Regions from separate parts of the Mus musculus genome. Here region 2 is linked to region 1. The links are chromatin contacts, called in public HiCAR-type maps. All regions are on one chromosome and are shown on one strand. Each heading gives the region's core, a stretch centred on a gene start, on an enhancer-like site or on the middle of the called end of the contact. The rest is flanking DNA. Distances are from core to core; before and after follow the strand shown.

The links. HiCAR-type assays count read pairs that join an accessible place to other places.
Region 2: a HiCAR-type map of astrocytes shows a contact between it and region 1, with 2.7 times the contacts expected there. The contact joins two enhancer-like sites. A contact is called at or near these places in 1 of 39 promoter capture datasets (liver), 4 of 484 Hi-C or Micro-C datasets (double positive thymocytes, embryonic fibroblasts, nephron progenitors and 1 more), 6 of 115 datasets of contacts at active chromatin or transcription factors (astrocytes, double positive thymocytes, heart atrium and 3 more) and 1 of 9 other capture datasets (embryonic stem cells).

What each region holds. Positions count from the first base shown.
Region 1 is chr11:68,047,880-68,055,577 of GRCm38.p6, reverse strand. All of the region lies in intron 6 of Stx8 (syntaxin 8), which reads right to left. Among named protein-coding and RNA genes, the nearest start is that of Stx8, 85 kb to the right of the region's middle. Within about 2 kb of position 4,622, at least 25 of the 459 cell types and tissues checked have an H3K27ac peak or open chromatin away from gene starts, as enhancers often do. A contact at or near this core is called in astrocytes, neural progenitor cells, oligodendrocyte precursor cells and 1 more, where this site is marked.
Region 2 is chr11:68,210,454-68,218,151 of GRCm38.p6, reverse strand. It overlaps Ntn1 (netrin 1), which reads left to right. Exons shown (of 7, transcript NM_008744.2): 7 at 4,818-7,698. The coding sequence ends at 5,146. Among named protein-coding and RNA genes, the nearest start is that of Mir6406, 6.6 kb to the left of the region's middle. Within about 2 kb of position 2,726, at least 101 of the 459 cell types and tissues checked have an H3K27ac peak or open chromatin away from gene starts, as enhancers often do. A contact at or near this core is called in astrocytes, neural progenitor cells, oligodendrocyte precursor cells and 1 more, where this site is marked.

The DNA of each region.
Region 1 (7,698 bases), core at 3,373-5,872:
TAAAATGATTAAAACAGAGAAGATTAAAGTAGAAGGGACCTTTGACATTTGATCAAATATCATTTACCCTTGCTAACCACTCCAATTTACCTCATGCTCTCTGATGGCTGTGTAGCATCACTGAACCCATAAATGAAGGTCCTCCTCAGACCCCTGGCTTAGCCCTCAACTCCACTTTTTCTAATTTATTACCATGGCTTGATTCATACCTATAGTTCTGGGCATAGTTCTTGCTTGAACTTCGGCCTCCAAAGGAGCATACTATCTTTGAAATAACTAAGATGACCTCGGGCATCCTTGAACTCAATGGCCTCTTCATTTCATCTCCATGTGTTCCTCTTTCCTGGTCTCCTGGACCATGAATGGCATTGTCATTTATTGTACCAATCAGAATTCAACTAACCACTTTGTCCTACTAATAATACTTCCTATCAGATCTGACAGCTCTCTTATCTTGCTTAAAATACTCCGGTTTAGGCCAGCACCGTCTTATAACTGAACTACTTCAAACCATCTCTGGATTGGTTTCCCTGCATTTTCCCTCAACCCTACAAAAGTCCATTACTCTAAAGTCATGTTTTCTTTATCATAAAAACAAAGATTTTCTTTGAGAAAGGCCCCAATATATATCAGAGGCTAACTTGGAGTACTCTATGTAGCTCAGACTAGTGTAGAATGAGCAATCCTCCTGCTTCAACCTTCCAAGTGCCAAGATTATATGTGAGCCAGCCAACACATCTGGCTTCACTTATATCAATTTACACCTTGTTTGTCTTTATGTAAGCCTAAGTTGTCATTTTGGAGCAAAAAGGGTGAATGGTGGTGGTGACAGGTGTCAGTGGTGGACTTCAACAGCTCAGACTCCTAAGGATATAAGATGCGTCTCAAGATTTAAGATGCTTAACTAGGGATGTCAAGGAAATGAGCATCAGTGATTCAACATCTCTGGACATAAATGCTAAAGGGAGTTAATTTACACTCAAGAGTCAGTGGGATTTGGAAACCTGATTAAAGACTGAGATACTTAATTTCAAAAACAAAAGAGCTGACTGATAGCCAGCAAGATGTTTTAGCTTACCACCAAGCCGGAAGATCTGATTTTAATTCCAGGAACTACACCACAGAAGAGTATAACTGACTTCCACCAGCTGTCGTCTGACCTCCACACACTTGCCATGGTACACATCTGCCCATCCCTTCACATACACACAAATAAGGCAAGCAAGCAAACAAACAAATGCATTTTTTTTTTATAAAAGAGCTTTAAGGAGGTAAGTTTAAGCAGAAGTAGAGGTACCTTACATGAGTGCATAATGCTGTTCCCAGAAGACATGGGTTATTAATTAGAAATCTTAGTGCAAGGCATGAGATACCTCCCTATTGGAGGTACTGGCTAGGTAGGCCCCAGAGGGCTCCAAAACAACACAGGCTACTTACTATATTGCTACTTATTGTGATAGAAGCAAGATTTATCTGGCTAGGTAATTTCACAGAAGGATTATCTACATTGGGTTGGCCCGTGGGCATGTCTATGTAGGATTCTCTTAATTAAGTTAATTGATGTTGAAAGACCCAGTCCACTGTTGGTGGCACCATTCCTTAGGCAAGGTGGTCTCAAATTGTTTAAGAGTGAAGAAATTGAGCTAAGCACAAGCAAACAAATAGGCATTCATAAACGTACTCTCTGTTCTTGGCTATAACGTGACTGCTATTTTAAGTTCCTCCCTTGGCTTCCCCACAATGATGGAATATTGTAAGGCAAACCTCTAAGTGGCTTTTTTGTCATGGTATTTTACCACAGCAATAGAAATGAAACTAGAACACTATTGGTTCCAATTGCCTATCCTAGTAGATATAACACTGCTTTACTCAGGACACAGAAAAATCCATCTCCCAGGAAACTTCCTCTCTTCTGGCCAGCTTTCACAGTGCCAGAAGGTGATATACTGGCCAGTGGGGAAGAAGAGACATCAATAGTTTACCCTGTGCTTGACCCTGAAAACTACAATCTTGACCTTCCAGGCAAATGTACAATAGTGGCATGGCGGTTGAAGGCCACTTTCAGAGGCCTGCTCCATGGGAGAGAATTCATGCCCAGTGCTAAAGACTTGGTCAAAAGCCTAGAGCTGGGGAAGTCGTGGGCCCGTGGGGAAACTTACTAGTGTTTGCTGTTGTTTTGCCAAATGGTTTATCTTCCAAGATCAGATGAGATTGGGTGTGTTCAGGGTGGTATGGCCATAGGCACCAAATGGTTATCCTGTCAAACTGCTTCTAAATATGTATTTACACTCGTAGATTTGTGCTTCTCTTGATCTTAGTCAAAAAAAGTTTCCTTTTTGAGATGGGCAGTGGTCAATGCAGACACTCATGACTGGTCAAAATGCTGAGAAGAAGTGACTGTGACTACTTAGTCCTAAATAGGGCATCTACATTCTCTCCCCCGAGGCTCAAGAAACACCACAGAAGGGAGGTCGGAAAGAGTATAAGAGGTGTAGAATAAGGCAAGTCCTGTGAAATGTGGTCTTCTAGACATACCATGGCTGCTCTGCTCATGAACTCACGTTAGCTGTAATTACATACATAAAATCTACATGAGAGCAAAGCAATCAAAATTCCAACATGGCCGAGGAAAAGCTCATGAGACCCCACCTCAAGCTGAGGAACTAGGAGCAGCCGATGGCTTCAGAAGGAGGGAAAGTACTTTTGTTTTCCTTTGTAGGTGTGGCCGACAAAAGTCGAACTTATGGGCCTCCTCCATGAGGTCTCTTGTCTTTTTAAGAGAATGTGTTGGAGGTGTCTGGGGGCTTGGAAAGGGAAGACAGAAGGGGTACATTGTGCATATGCATGAAATCATTCTTCCTTTTACTTGTTTGCTTGTGAGACAGGCTCTCACTATGTAGCCCTGGTTGTCCTGGAACTCATTGCATAGACCAGGCTGGCTTAGAACTCAGAGATCTACCTGCCTCTGACTTCCAAGTGCTTAGGATTAAGGCATATGTCACCATGCCTGGTGTTAACATTTTTGAAGAATAAATTTAAAATGTTATTTTTAAAAAGAGCTAATTGGGACTAGAAAGAATTACTTGGGTGCCTGAAAATATCCGAGCAGGGGTGGCCATTAATGTTAAAGAAGATAATAAGCCTTCTGTAGTATGTCCTTGCACACCACCCTCAGAGAGAGGCTTGAAGACTAGAAGGTTGTATATCACACTTAAGAGGGCAACATCAGAATTCTTGAGTTGAGACTATCTGTGTTTGGGGCTAACTCATTAACTTAGTTACTGAAGCAGCTTAGAGCTTTGAGTTCTTTTCTCTGTGCCAGAATGGAATCAAACATCAAATTACTCGTCCATCAGAAATCATCTCCTACTTTGTGTAAGTAGAGAGCATTAAAAAGAAAGGATCACACACAGTTCCCATCCCAAGGGATCGTCAAATGTGGCCACAGAGTTTAGTCTCCTCTGGGTTCACAAAGTTTGCTTTTGGAAGGGTCCATTAGGTTCATCTATGAACCTTCCACGGTCACAGGGGCCCAGCTGAGTAGCAGTGTAAGGCCCAAATAACTTCCTTCTTCCAGACTCATCTGTGTCCTCTCTACTGGTTCCTCCCTGGGTCTAGAGAGTTGTGCTCTCTAAGGAGAAACAAGGAACTTATCTACCATAAAAGACAAAAACATCTATGTTCTTTATATTGTTCTACTAAATGACAACCGAGCAATCTGTTTACCCAGCGGGCCATCTGGTTAACCAACAGCTGTGGTTTCTAACTCTCCACCAAACACACACTTTTCTTTGGGAACTTCCAAGTTTTCCACTTTGCTATCATCTACTTCTGTTGGCCTGGATTCACCCCTACCCTGCAGGTACCATGGCTTACTGGGCACAGGAAGTTCTCCCTAGTCATCTACTTTCTGTCTGCCTACCTCTGTTACTTCCCACTTCTACCAAATCCAAGTCTGGCTACTGACCATGCTTGCTGGGTTATCCAAGCCCCACTCTGCCACAGTGAACTACAAGAAAAACCTTCAGTGTTGGCAGCTGGCGAGAGCGCCAGTCAGTGCTCCCTGTAGCAATGACTTGGTAGAAACGTGAGTCACTCAGCAGCATGGGCCCTTCGCTCTGTGGCCCACAATGATCATGATAAGCCTCAGGCAAAGATGACTATATTTTCACAGCACTGCCTTCAACTGGAGCAGAGAGAAGTCAACTAGCATCCTGAACTCTGAACTCCAGAATCAGAGTCTTTCTATATTTACCTAAGAACTTCCCAGGAACGGAGCATCTAGCATCATGAGCACATCATCTTTGCTGAAGAAAAACAGATGTTTACTCTGTTAGGTATGTGTGCATATTCATACTACCTATACCCCCCCCACCCCCCCCATGGCTTTTTGATAACTTCCTGGCTTCTCAAAACAATTTTTTGTAGGATACTGGCTGTGAATCTTTGTGTGGACAGTTCAATAGCTGGTTGTGTAAAGAGAGACGGGTCTTTTGTCTTTACCCCCAAAAGAACTGAAACAGACTCTTTCTTTCAAAAGTTGGCAGAGATATGTGGCAGAGGGGCCCAGCTCGTTTGTAGAGGCAAACACGTTGCTGTCCAGCACAGATTGATCACCGGCTGGGAGGCAAGTCATTCCAACGTCGGTTCACAGAACACTGGCTCTTCGCTGCTCCGCTGACCACCAGTGACAGATTGATGTGGGGTTCCTTAGCAGAGAAGCTGGCTCACGTAGAGGGCCCGGGAAGCTAAGCAGGTTGCAAGTGTATTATACATGCTCTCTCTGCCTAGAAAAACAAAGCGTCCCACCTTTCTGACCTGCACTTGGAGAACCCTTCGGGACTGAGTTTGCTTTGTGGCTTAGAAGACGGCTTACAGCTTTCCTGAACAACATAAAAAATGAATGCGTATTGGCACTTCCCAAAGAAAGCCAAAATCCACAAAGAGAATGACGAAGGAACTTCTCTTCCCCCTTCTCCCACTGAGAGTGAGAAAGGAAAGACATGATATTTCACGTCAGTGCCGCAGAGTTTGTTTTGTAAAAACAAATGAAGAGGTGCAGCTTGTCACACCATTTGTAGCTAGACGGTCCTGGATCTCACAAAAGGACATGTGCTGGGTGTCCTTCAGAATGTGGAGCATGGTAATGACCCACAAGGCCAAGAACACAGAAGTGCTATGCAAGGAGCTGAGGCATAATTGCTTGTTGAAGGAAACTGATGTATAAGGTGTGAATTTGAAAAGCCTGTAATATGTTTGACTTTGCATAAATTTGAGATATTAAAATTTTCAAAAGGTTGTACTTTATCTTCTTTTTTTTTTAACAGAACACTTTTCAAACACCCTGGCCGACTTTTTAAAGAATGATGATAGTTTAAATATGCTGCTATTTATCTCGATCCCTGATCCAGCACTTCTTTCCCATTGTGTTCTAATACAGGATATTTGAACTACAGCCATTTAGCATAAGAAAGAAGAATAGCTGCTCAGGGTCAGGGACAATCTTACCCTCCATTCTTGGTGTCACCAAGCCCAGAAGAGAGTTGGCCACATAATAGATTCTCACTAAATATTTGCTGACTGACCATTCATTAGAAGCCAACTTAGCAACGCCATGACTTGCTGTTGGAGTCTAGCGGCAGGGTTGGTGAGATGATCTCATGAGCGTTTTCCCCACACATTTCTGGCACTGCCACCTGGACAACAGTTGAAACCATGAATGCAAAGGAAAGCTGAACAGCAAGAAGAGATTCCGCCCATGGGATCCATTTTTTCAAGGCTTGTAGGAGGGGAAGCAAACTACTGTTTTCCTTGTCATGGGAGCGCTGTGTGGGTTACTGTCCACCAAGCGAGAAAGGGATAGATATGGAGTGGTTAATGATGAGGGAAGCAACAGGCTTTTGGCAGCAGTACAAAGCCAGGGAATTTCTCAGTTTCCAGAGAGCAGCATGCGCTTTGTGGTGGAAAGGTCCTGAGCAGGAGCCAGAGCCACCCGGAGAAGAATGACTGGGCAGCATGCTTCACCCACCGCCAGTGGTGAGATGGGACACGGGAGGTTCCGGGTAGCAGCTGAGCTGGTGTGCTTTGTAACAATATACTCGGGGAGCAGGCCTGTTACACTGAGTGAACTACGCTACGTGTTAGCATTTTAATAGGTAATTAATCTTGATTTGATAGGGTTTAAGATTTCTATTTCTTGGCACATATGCTCAAGCTATTATGTTATAAATCTCAGGCATTTCAGCGAATGTCATTCTGGTCCCCACTGCATACAGCACGACCAATGAAATATTCAAGGTCAAGAACTCGGATTCTTTACCCAGTATATTCAGGAAAACCAATTTATTGTCCTGTCTCGGAAAAGAGAAGTGATTTCTTTGGGACCTATATCATATTGGCAGTCAATCTAGAAAACTTCTAATTACTTGCCAGCAAAGGAGGTTTGGAAAGTGCATTAATCTGTCTCTGAATATTAAACACATACTCTACAGCTAGTAGTATGACAAAATTTGGGTCTCAGCATTTACATTACTTTATAAGAATTGAGTGTGTGTGTTCTTGTTGCTATGCTTCACTGCCACTGAAGATTTTTGAACATAAAAGCAAAAGTGTAAGTCTGCACTAGTGTGTGAAATATGGAAGGAAAGATTTGAAGTAGGTTGTTTTGTTTGTTTGTTGTTTGTTTTTAGATAGCTTTCTAAGGATGAAGCCCTGGCTAGCCTCAAGTTCACTATGGAGACCAGGCTAGCCTTGAACTCACTGGGATCCATCTGCCTCTGCTTTCTGAGTGCCAGAATTAAAGACGCACACCCCCATGCCCAGTTTGAGATTTAATGTGTTTCATAGAGCTAGTCCTCACGTGGCAAACTAATTTCTTTATCTACAGTGACACAAACAGAAACACAATGAAAGCAAGATTACTTATTAAATGGTTGACTAAAACATGGTTCTATGAATCTAACCTCCCATCCCCCTAAGAACAGTGGCATGGTGTCAACTAATGCAGTGTTCATGGAGACTTTACACACGATAACCACCACAAATAGTAAGAACTGACTCCGATCATTTTCCAAAATGGCCTTACTACAAAACTATAGTTACTTAAAAGGAGGCTGTGCACTTTGGAAAGGCAAGGACACTTTACACTATAAAATGTATTAACGAGATGCTAAGAACGGGGCCTCGGCAATGCTTCAGTCTGCAACGTATCTGAAGCATAAACACAAGAACTTGAGTTCAAGCCTCGGAATTCATGTATGATGGCTCACACTTGCAATCAAAGTACTGGAGAAAGAGAGACAGGGAGATCTCTGATAATCACTGACCAGCGAGCCTACCCTAACTAATGAGCCTCAGGTTCCTGTGAGATATCCTGTTTTTAAAAATGGGGTGGACAGTTCTCAAGGAACAACGTCCCAAGACACAACTCTATATGACAACTATCCAAGGTAGGACTCTATTCCACACAGCCACTACGCACATACATCCCGTCTTCATATACATGGGAATGGCCTCTGCTACTCTGGAAAAGTCATTATAGGAGAAATACATGCTTATCATAGAATCCAACAATCCTACCCAATACATTTGTTCACCCGGACACCCTAATACAAATGGGTATGCACTTTGGTGTAAATTGCTCTGACTGCCGTCCTTTTAATGGTAGATGGGGAATCAAACTGCTGCCTTCACACTGTG
Region 2 (7,698 bases), core at 1,477-3,976, 160 kb before region 1:
GCAGGTCCTTTAAACCTTCATGCAGGGCTATCTACTCCTGTTCCCGTCTGCCAACACCCTGTCCTTAGAAGGCCTAGAGCTCCCTGTAGATCCTAATGGCCGCTAGTCCAGAGCTGGAGTGGGGCTGTAGGGAGGCGGGTTTTGAGTGAACTGGCTCTAGGTAGAAAGCAGCAATTTTCCCTAGGCTCCAAGCACAGGATAATGGCCAGGGGTTCCCCATGCTGCAGGTTGCCTCTAATGGCCTGGGAATTTCCCTGGCACTGGACTTAAGGGAGAGGTTGCGACCACTGGGAAGGGTGGTCATTCCCTCTCTTCCACGGTAGGACAAACCTGGAGCTGTGGTTAGGGATATGTGTAAACAGCAGATTGAATTCTGCACCCTGAGACAGAGAGAGAGACATAGCTCCAAGACATCCCGGCTGCCCTTGAGCTGCCTCAGGCACTCTTCCACCCTCAGCCTTCCACTTAGTCCCTACACCAGGAGCAGCATAGGTGGCCCTCGACAAATCAGACTCCTGTGGGCCTGGCCTTCCGAGTCCTCTCCCCACCTCCCCGCCCTGAACCCCACCAGAGTCACAGCTGGGCTCTGTCACCGGACTGAGTGGGCAGGGCACCCAAGCTTGCTGGAGATGCAGGTTAGAATTCAGGTAGGGGACGGTGGGCTTTGTGGCTTACCCCGCCCTGGTGGCTGAGAAACATGCTTAGCATGGTGAACTGGGAAATTGCTGAGAGGAGCTGACCAGGTCCTACCCAGGTACAAGGTGCTGAGTTCTGGGCTCCTCTCCTCCCACCCACCCCCATTAGATTTTTCTCTAAGGTTGTGCTCCATCCCATAGCTGGTTCCTCCCCAAGGAGCCCAGCTGGGGTTGCAGACAGCCTGGAAGGGTTCTTCCCAGCTCTGACTTTGTCTGCACCAAGCCCTTGGAAGGCACAGAGGCTGGGAATGCACACACTGGCTCACTTCAGCTGTTGCCACTGAGCAGGAGACGAGGGAGGGAGGGTAGGCCTGTGGTGTGGAGTCCCTTCTATATAGAAGGGCCTGAAGCATCAGCCAAAAGTGTCTGTCGCATGGGCCCTCCCGCTTCTGCTCCAACACTGGCCCACTCTCGGAGCTGAGGGCTTCCATTCCAGCAGCTACCTGAAATTGAAGGACTCCCTTCAATGCTCCTGGTGCCCATGATCATCTTGGTGTGAATCATCTCATCACCCTCCTTTCTGAATGGAGGAGACCTCACCTGAACTCCACACTAGAGGATAACATCAGGACATTAGCCTAAAGATGGGGGGTTAGCACCCTGGTGGGTGGGTGGGGTAAGGTTTATTGTGCAGCCATTTGTACTGTTCTAGCAAAGTGCATCTGACTGTGTAGAAATCTATAGACTGCAGTCTGGGTGGCTAAGAGGTCTAAGACCAAGCTACCACCCTTCTCTGCTTCCAAAATGCCACCTTGTTGTTGTGGCACCACATGATGGGAGGGACAAGGGCTCAGTTAAGCCTCTAAGAGGGCCACTGCTCTGCACATGAGGGTGGAGCCCACATACTGCTGAGTTCACTTTTTAAGGGCTCCTAACTCCTAAATACTGCCCTCTGGGCGGGACACCAATTTGAGGCCCAGGGCAGGGTGTGAGAGTTCTGTGTGGCCCCAAGCTGGCAGAGCTGTTGCTCAGTCACCTGGCCAAGTGGGATCACATATCAGCAAGTGGTATCTAGGTGTGGTCTGGAGACCTTGGTCATTCCTGATCAGAAGCAGCAACCAGCAGCCGGTCAGAGGTGACAGCAGTCCTGGTGTGTGCCACGCGGCTGCCAGAGCGTGCTCTCCCTAAGCGCACAGAGCAGGTCTGTTTGAGGTCACGGCTGCGATGTGTATTTTGAATCTTTTCAGCGGTATGTGCACTGCAGGGACTTGGCCCATGCACTGTGTGTGCAGCTCATACTTGGTGGGCTTTGTAATGTGCGGAGGCGTTGCCAAGGGCAGCGGAAATGTGGATTTTTTTTTTCAGCATAATCACATGAATCCTGCTGCCACCCTCCCCTGCCCCTGGGCCTGGACTGTCTCAGCCTGCAGTTAGGAAGGTCCCTACAGACAGAAGGAACTAACTTCTTAATTCTTGAACATAGCCGTGTCCAGTGGGGACCTGCAGGGCTCTGGTGAAGCAGGTCCTCTTGAGGCCTCTGGTAGTCTCTAGGGAGTGGAGCCTGCCTTTCCAGGATAATTCACGGACAGGCCTGGGGTGAGCCGGTGATGCTTATCTTCAGAGCTGTTGCAGGAGCACGAGAAGGAAAGTCTCCTGGGGAACCTGGGGGTCCAGCCCAAGCCCACCTTGTCTAGCCAGCTCTTCTCCTGAGTCCTTTTCTGTAAAGCTGAGACCCTCTCAAGCCTGTCCATCAGGCTGATGCCCAAGACCTCTCTAGTTATCCTGGCATGAGGCCCACCCTCATGACCTCATCATAATTGCCTCTGGAAAGGCCCCGTCTCTAGATTGTTCTTCTCTGAGGTGCAGGGATGTAAGGGCTCCAGCAAAGGAGCTTGGGGCATCAATGCTCTGAGTCTGGGATTAGACTACATCATCAAGGGCCCTGCCAGAGGGCCCTCCACACATCCAGCCCATTCTTGGTCAGGCAACACTGGCTGGCCAAGGGCTGCCACACAGGGAAACTGCTGTGTCCTGAGAGGCTCATTCTGCATTCAGCTCATTCCCAGGAAAGGAAACCAGGGCTCTGGCGGGAGTTCTCCCGACCACTTAGCTGAGGAGGCACTCAGTTGCCACGGTGACCTCTGTCAGCACAGTCACTTCTCTAGGCTGGAGGGTTTCCCCACCCCCCACCCTCAGAGTTCACACTGAGTGTTGAATCCCTTGGTGACAAAAACATGGAAACGGTTGCCATGGCAGCCATTCTTTGGAGCCCTCAGACTGAAGTGCAAAGTTCAGGATGCCCAGAACAGCTGAAATGAAAATATGGGAAAATCTGCCACTTCCCTCGCCCAGGAGGGCAGGTTGGAGCGTCCGGTGCTCCTCTGCACCAGCTGTCTGCTTCCCAACCTTGGCCAGCCAATGTGGGCACAGGAAGGGAGCAGGGTGCTCTCCCCTATACACCAGAGACCTTAATGGGGAGTCACCTGGAGCAGCAGGGACCCAGGCAGGCTTTCTGACTGTGGAAGAATCAGGGAAGTGATGAGCTGGGCTTCCCTGGGGTTTCTAAGTCAGGGGGCTCAGGACAGTCAGTTGGTCAGGTGGTCCTCAGCATAGTCCAGGGGTAGTGCTTCCCTGCCCTGAGGGAGGAGGCATACACTGTGTGACATATGGGGTCAGCGCAGGGAAGGAGCACTGGCGATGGGGATAGGAACAATGTCTGCCTCCCTTGAATGAGACTGAGCACAGCTGAGGCCTTCTCTAGGAATCTCCTGGACTGTAGAGGGTGATTGGCTGTGTGTTCCTCTCTCGCCAGCAATTCCCAAGTAGGCTCCGAGAGGCTCTGGTGGCCTAAGATGGGCCAACCACGGGCTTCTACAGCCAGCAGTTTTCGGGAAGCCAATGCAAACACACTACTTACCACACACAGCCTCTCAAAAGCCCAGCACCAAGGGAATTCTTGAAGGGAACCTGGTGTTCCCTCCATCTTTTGCTGTTGTTGTGTGTGTACACACATGGAGTGTTTGTGTGTGTGTATGTAGGTCAGAAGTTGAGTTTGGGTATCTTCCTGTTGTCCTCCACCTTGTTGGGAGAAAGAAGACTGTCTGTCATTGAACTGAGAACATGCCAAGCACCAAGGATCTGCCGTCTTCATGGCCCAGTGCTGGGATTGTAGTTACGAGTCCTGCTTTGCTCATGAGTTCTAAACTCATGGTCTGGCAAATGCTTCCTTGACTGAGCCACCTCCTAGCCTCTCCCTCATAAGCATGCCCTTCTACTTTAAAGTGCCTTCAGTAGGGACATCTTTTCACATATCTGCCGCTCCTCTCCAGTGTCTTCCCCCAGTAGCAGCAGCACTCCTGGGGAGAGCATGTGAACTGGGGACTTTACCCAGTTCTGGTGAGTCAGAAGCTCAAGGGTGGGTGGAGTCAGCACCGCACCATTTGCAGAAGCTCTCCAGGGACCTCTGGCGCAGTCTGGTTTGAGAACCCCTGTAGAAGAAGACTGGGGGTGGGGGGAGGGAGTGGGACAGTGCTGAACCTGAGAGGCTCCAAGGGAGCTAGCAGCCTGGCAGGGAGTATTTTTGAGGACCCTGGCTGACCCTGGAAAAGCACTCTGGCCATGTGAGTGGCAGACTCTCTTGATGCTGCGTACTAAAATTCCCTGATGGGCTGTTTCAATTTCATTGAAGTCAGGATGATTTTGGGGGACAGGTGCCATCCTAAGGCTTGGGGTGAAGTGGCTGGAGCCTTTGGAAGTCTAGGCATGTGAGGTGCTCCTCATTTCCAGAGGAGTCAGCCCTGCTGTCATCAAAGCCACCTGCCCTCAGGGGCAAGCAGACTATCTAGAGAGCTAGGGGCATGCTTAATCCATCTACCCCGCTTCCCTGGAGTCTCCCTTATGGATCTCAACATGTTCCAAGAGGCAGTGTTGGGCGGGGGGCACCTTCAACAAAGGCAGGAGCAACACTTCTTGGGATAGGGGCTTTGGCCCAGGTATTAGCTCAGGTTCTGGGATGAGCTTAGCTCACCCATTGCCCGTGGGGAGCCCTTTGCAGTCACTTTCCAGATCCCACTCCAGGTTCTTGTAGGACATCGTGCAGGTCGGGCCCATCCCATCCCAGGACCTGGGCACCTGGCTGCACTTCCCAGCCATGGCCCACACCACTTGTTTGCTTCCTCACAGCTGTCCAGATCCACATCCTGAAGGCCGACAAAGCAGGGGACTGGTGGAAGTTCACCGTGAACATCATCTCCGTGTACAAGCAGGGCACAAGTCGTATTCGCCGTGGTGACCAGAGTTTGTGGATCCGCTCACGAGACATCGCCTGCAAGTGTCCCAAAATCAAGCCCCTCAAGAAGTACTTGCTGTTGGGTAATGCCGAGGACTCACCTGACCAGAGTGGCATCGTGGCAGACAAGAGCAGCCTGGTGATCCAGTGGCGGGACACATGGGCACGGCGGCTGCGCAAGTTCCAGCAACGGGAGAAGAAGGGCAAGTGCAAGAAGGCCTAGCGCGGAGGTGGCGCGGGCTCCAGGAGGGCGGGCAGGGCGCTGGCAAAGGCTGGCAGCCTTGGACTTGGCCGTCAGGGGTTTTTTTGGGAGGGTGGGGGCGGGGCGAAGTCGAAGTGGGGCGGGGCCCTCAGCGGCTCCGCCCCAGCCCCACCCTCACACCCCTGGCTGCGCTCTTATGCGCATGGCAGAAAGCACCCTGTATTGACAGGCCAGGCCCTGGAGAAATGAGGACAAGACATAGCTACCTCACGGCGCTCCTTCCAGAACAGAGATGCGCTTCCCTAGGGCTAGGTGGGGGTCGCCGTGGAGGGGTTAGGGAGGTCCTGAGAGGCGGGAACAGAATGGCACAGTGGTCTACAGTCGCTGTGTTTGATGGTTATTGAAGGGGGATGTAAGAACTGTGAATTTTTGGGCCTGCAGCCTGGGCAGGGGCAACCAATCCACCACCAGACACTAGTCACGCCCCCCTCCTTTCTCCATCACCCGCTGTCTAGGAATTCCCACAGGACTCCAGACTCTGACAACAGGTCCCTATGTTAGAGGGCCCGATGACACTGGGATCAGCCAGCTTTGGTCTCCACTGCCACCTGCTGGGCTGGTCTCCTGGGTGGAGTTCACCATCTGTAGGGAGGGGAGAGTTCTCCTGGGGCCTGCTCTACTCCAGTGGGGCTGGCCCAGGCTCCTGGCCCATCAGAGGGCCTAGGGCCTAAGGACCCTGAAGTCAAGCCGGGTGGTCACTGCCTCTGCTGGAGCTGCCTGTGGAAGGAGGCATTGCAAACCAAAACCTCCCAGAGAGTTTCCTTGCTGGAAACTTGGAAACAGCCCTTTTTATGACATTTTCCAGGGGAGGGGGAGGGGTACTGGCGGGGGTTTAGGGCAGTGACACTATTTGTGTAATGACATCAGCTCCCACAAGGCCTCACAGCAATGTCAACAGCTGGAGAGGGCCTGGTTAAGTCTGGAATGCCAGCGGCTGTCTAGGCAGTTTGAACCAGGCTTGGGGGAAGGGGCTTGCCTGAGTCAGGGTAGGGTCGCTGCTCAGCAAGGTGCCTGGCGTCCAAGCTGGAGGGCAAGGCCAGGAATGGTCAGGTTCTTGGGGTCCAAGCATTCTGTGACTGCTTCCTGCTGCCGCCCTCACTGCTGGCTCCCCAGAAAAGGGACATAGACTCCTTGGTTAAGAAACCCACTCTAGCTCCCAGCTGTCTTGGTCTAGCCTGGGCAGTCTGGTCTATTCCTTTCTGGCTGCCTTCTTTGTGGAGGTCCCCAGGCCCTCCTGTATGCCTAGCTCTCTTTTCTCTTAGAGACTTAATGTCCTCACGCAGGCAGCTCCAAGCTTCCCTTCTGGTTGCTTCCCAGGCCCCTTTAGCCTTTCCCTGCCTCCCTGTACTCGGGCCTCTAGCCTCGCGCCCCGCACACTGGATGAGAGGCCTGGCCCTCTCAGTCAGGAAATTGGTTTCATTTCTCCTGCCCACTTGGCTGCCCTGAAGGGCCATATGAGGGATGAAGCTCAGCCCCTCAGTGACACGGCTCCCTCTGCTTCTCCACTTCTGCCCACATCACCACTGCCACTTACTGAGCACCCTCTTGGTGCCAGGCACTTTACCCATATGCTCCTGGCCTGTTTTCACCACAAACCTGCGAGGCAGGGATTCACTCTTGTCTTCGTGTTCACCAGTAAAAAGACATGTCCACGTGCCCAAGGTCACACCAGCACCGGTACTCAGACTCTGACCTCACCACAGTTGCACATCAGCAGTTAGCCCTCTTGACACTCCCACAGTAGGCGAGGGTTGGGTGGGATAGTGGTTACCACTGAGACCCAGGCAGCTTGTCTCTAGAGAACTCTGAGGATATGAGCCTGGAGTATGGTCTGGGACAGACCCAGCAACACCTCCTGAGGAGGCATCGGGAGTGGCGGGGAATGAGGAATGGACTCCCTAGTGGAAAGCCGCAAGATCCAGGAAGACAGGCATGGCCATCTGAGAGGGCCTGGAGAGGTGGCTTAGCTGCTTCCCTAGCCGGAGGAAGACTAAGGCTTCAGAGGGAGGCTGGCATGAGCACACAGACCTACCCTGGCAAGGGTCAGGTGGCTTCCCTGGTCCAAGCTTGAGATTGAGGGCAAGGTCCACTATCCAGGAGAGCCAGTATGGTTTGTTGGGTACCATCTGTAGCAAATAACATCCAGCTGTACAGCAGGGGTCTCATTTCTGTACCAGCATGTCTAATGCTCTGGCCAGCTTCCACCCTTGAACCCTGGAGTCCAGTCTCACCTGGTATCCAGCGAAGTCTCTTAACTAGACTTCCCCCACGCCCCTGCTAAGCAACAGAGACGTCTTGTTAGAAATCTACCAAGGCCTCCTGCCCTGCCCTCTGTGGCCTGCTCAATGGGGGCTACATTAAATAGCCAAAATGAGCCAAGTTGTGGATAAGGTCATTGCTGAGGGAGCAGGGTTTGTCACAGCCACCACCTCTGTGGACCAGAATCCAGCCCACCTCTCCTCTGCCTGAGAGCCAGCCTTAGGGAGGCAGCTGTCTCCTACCCACCCTAGGGA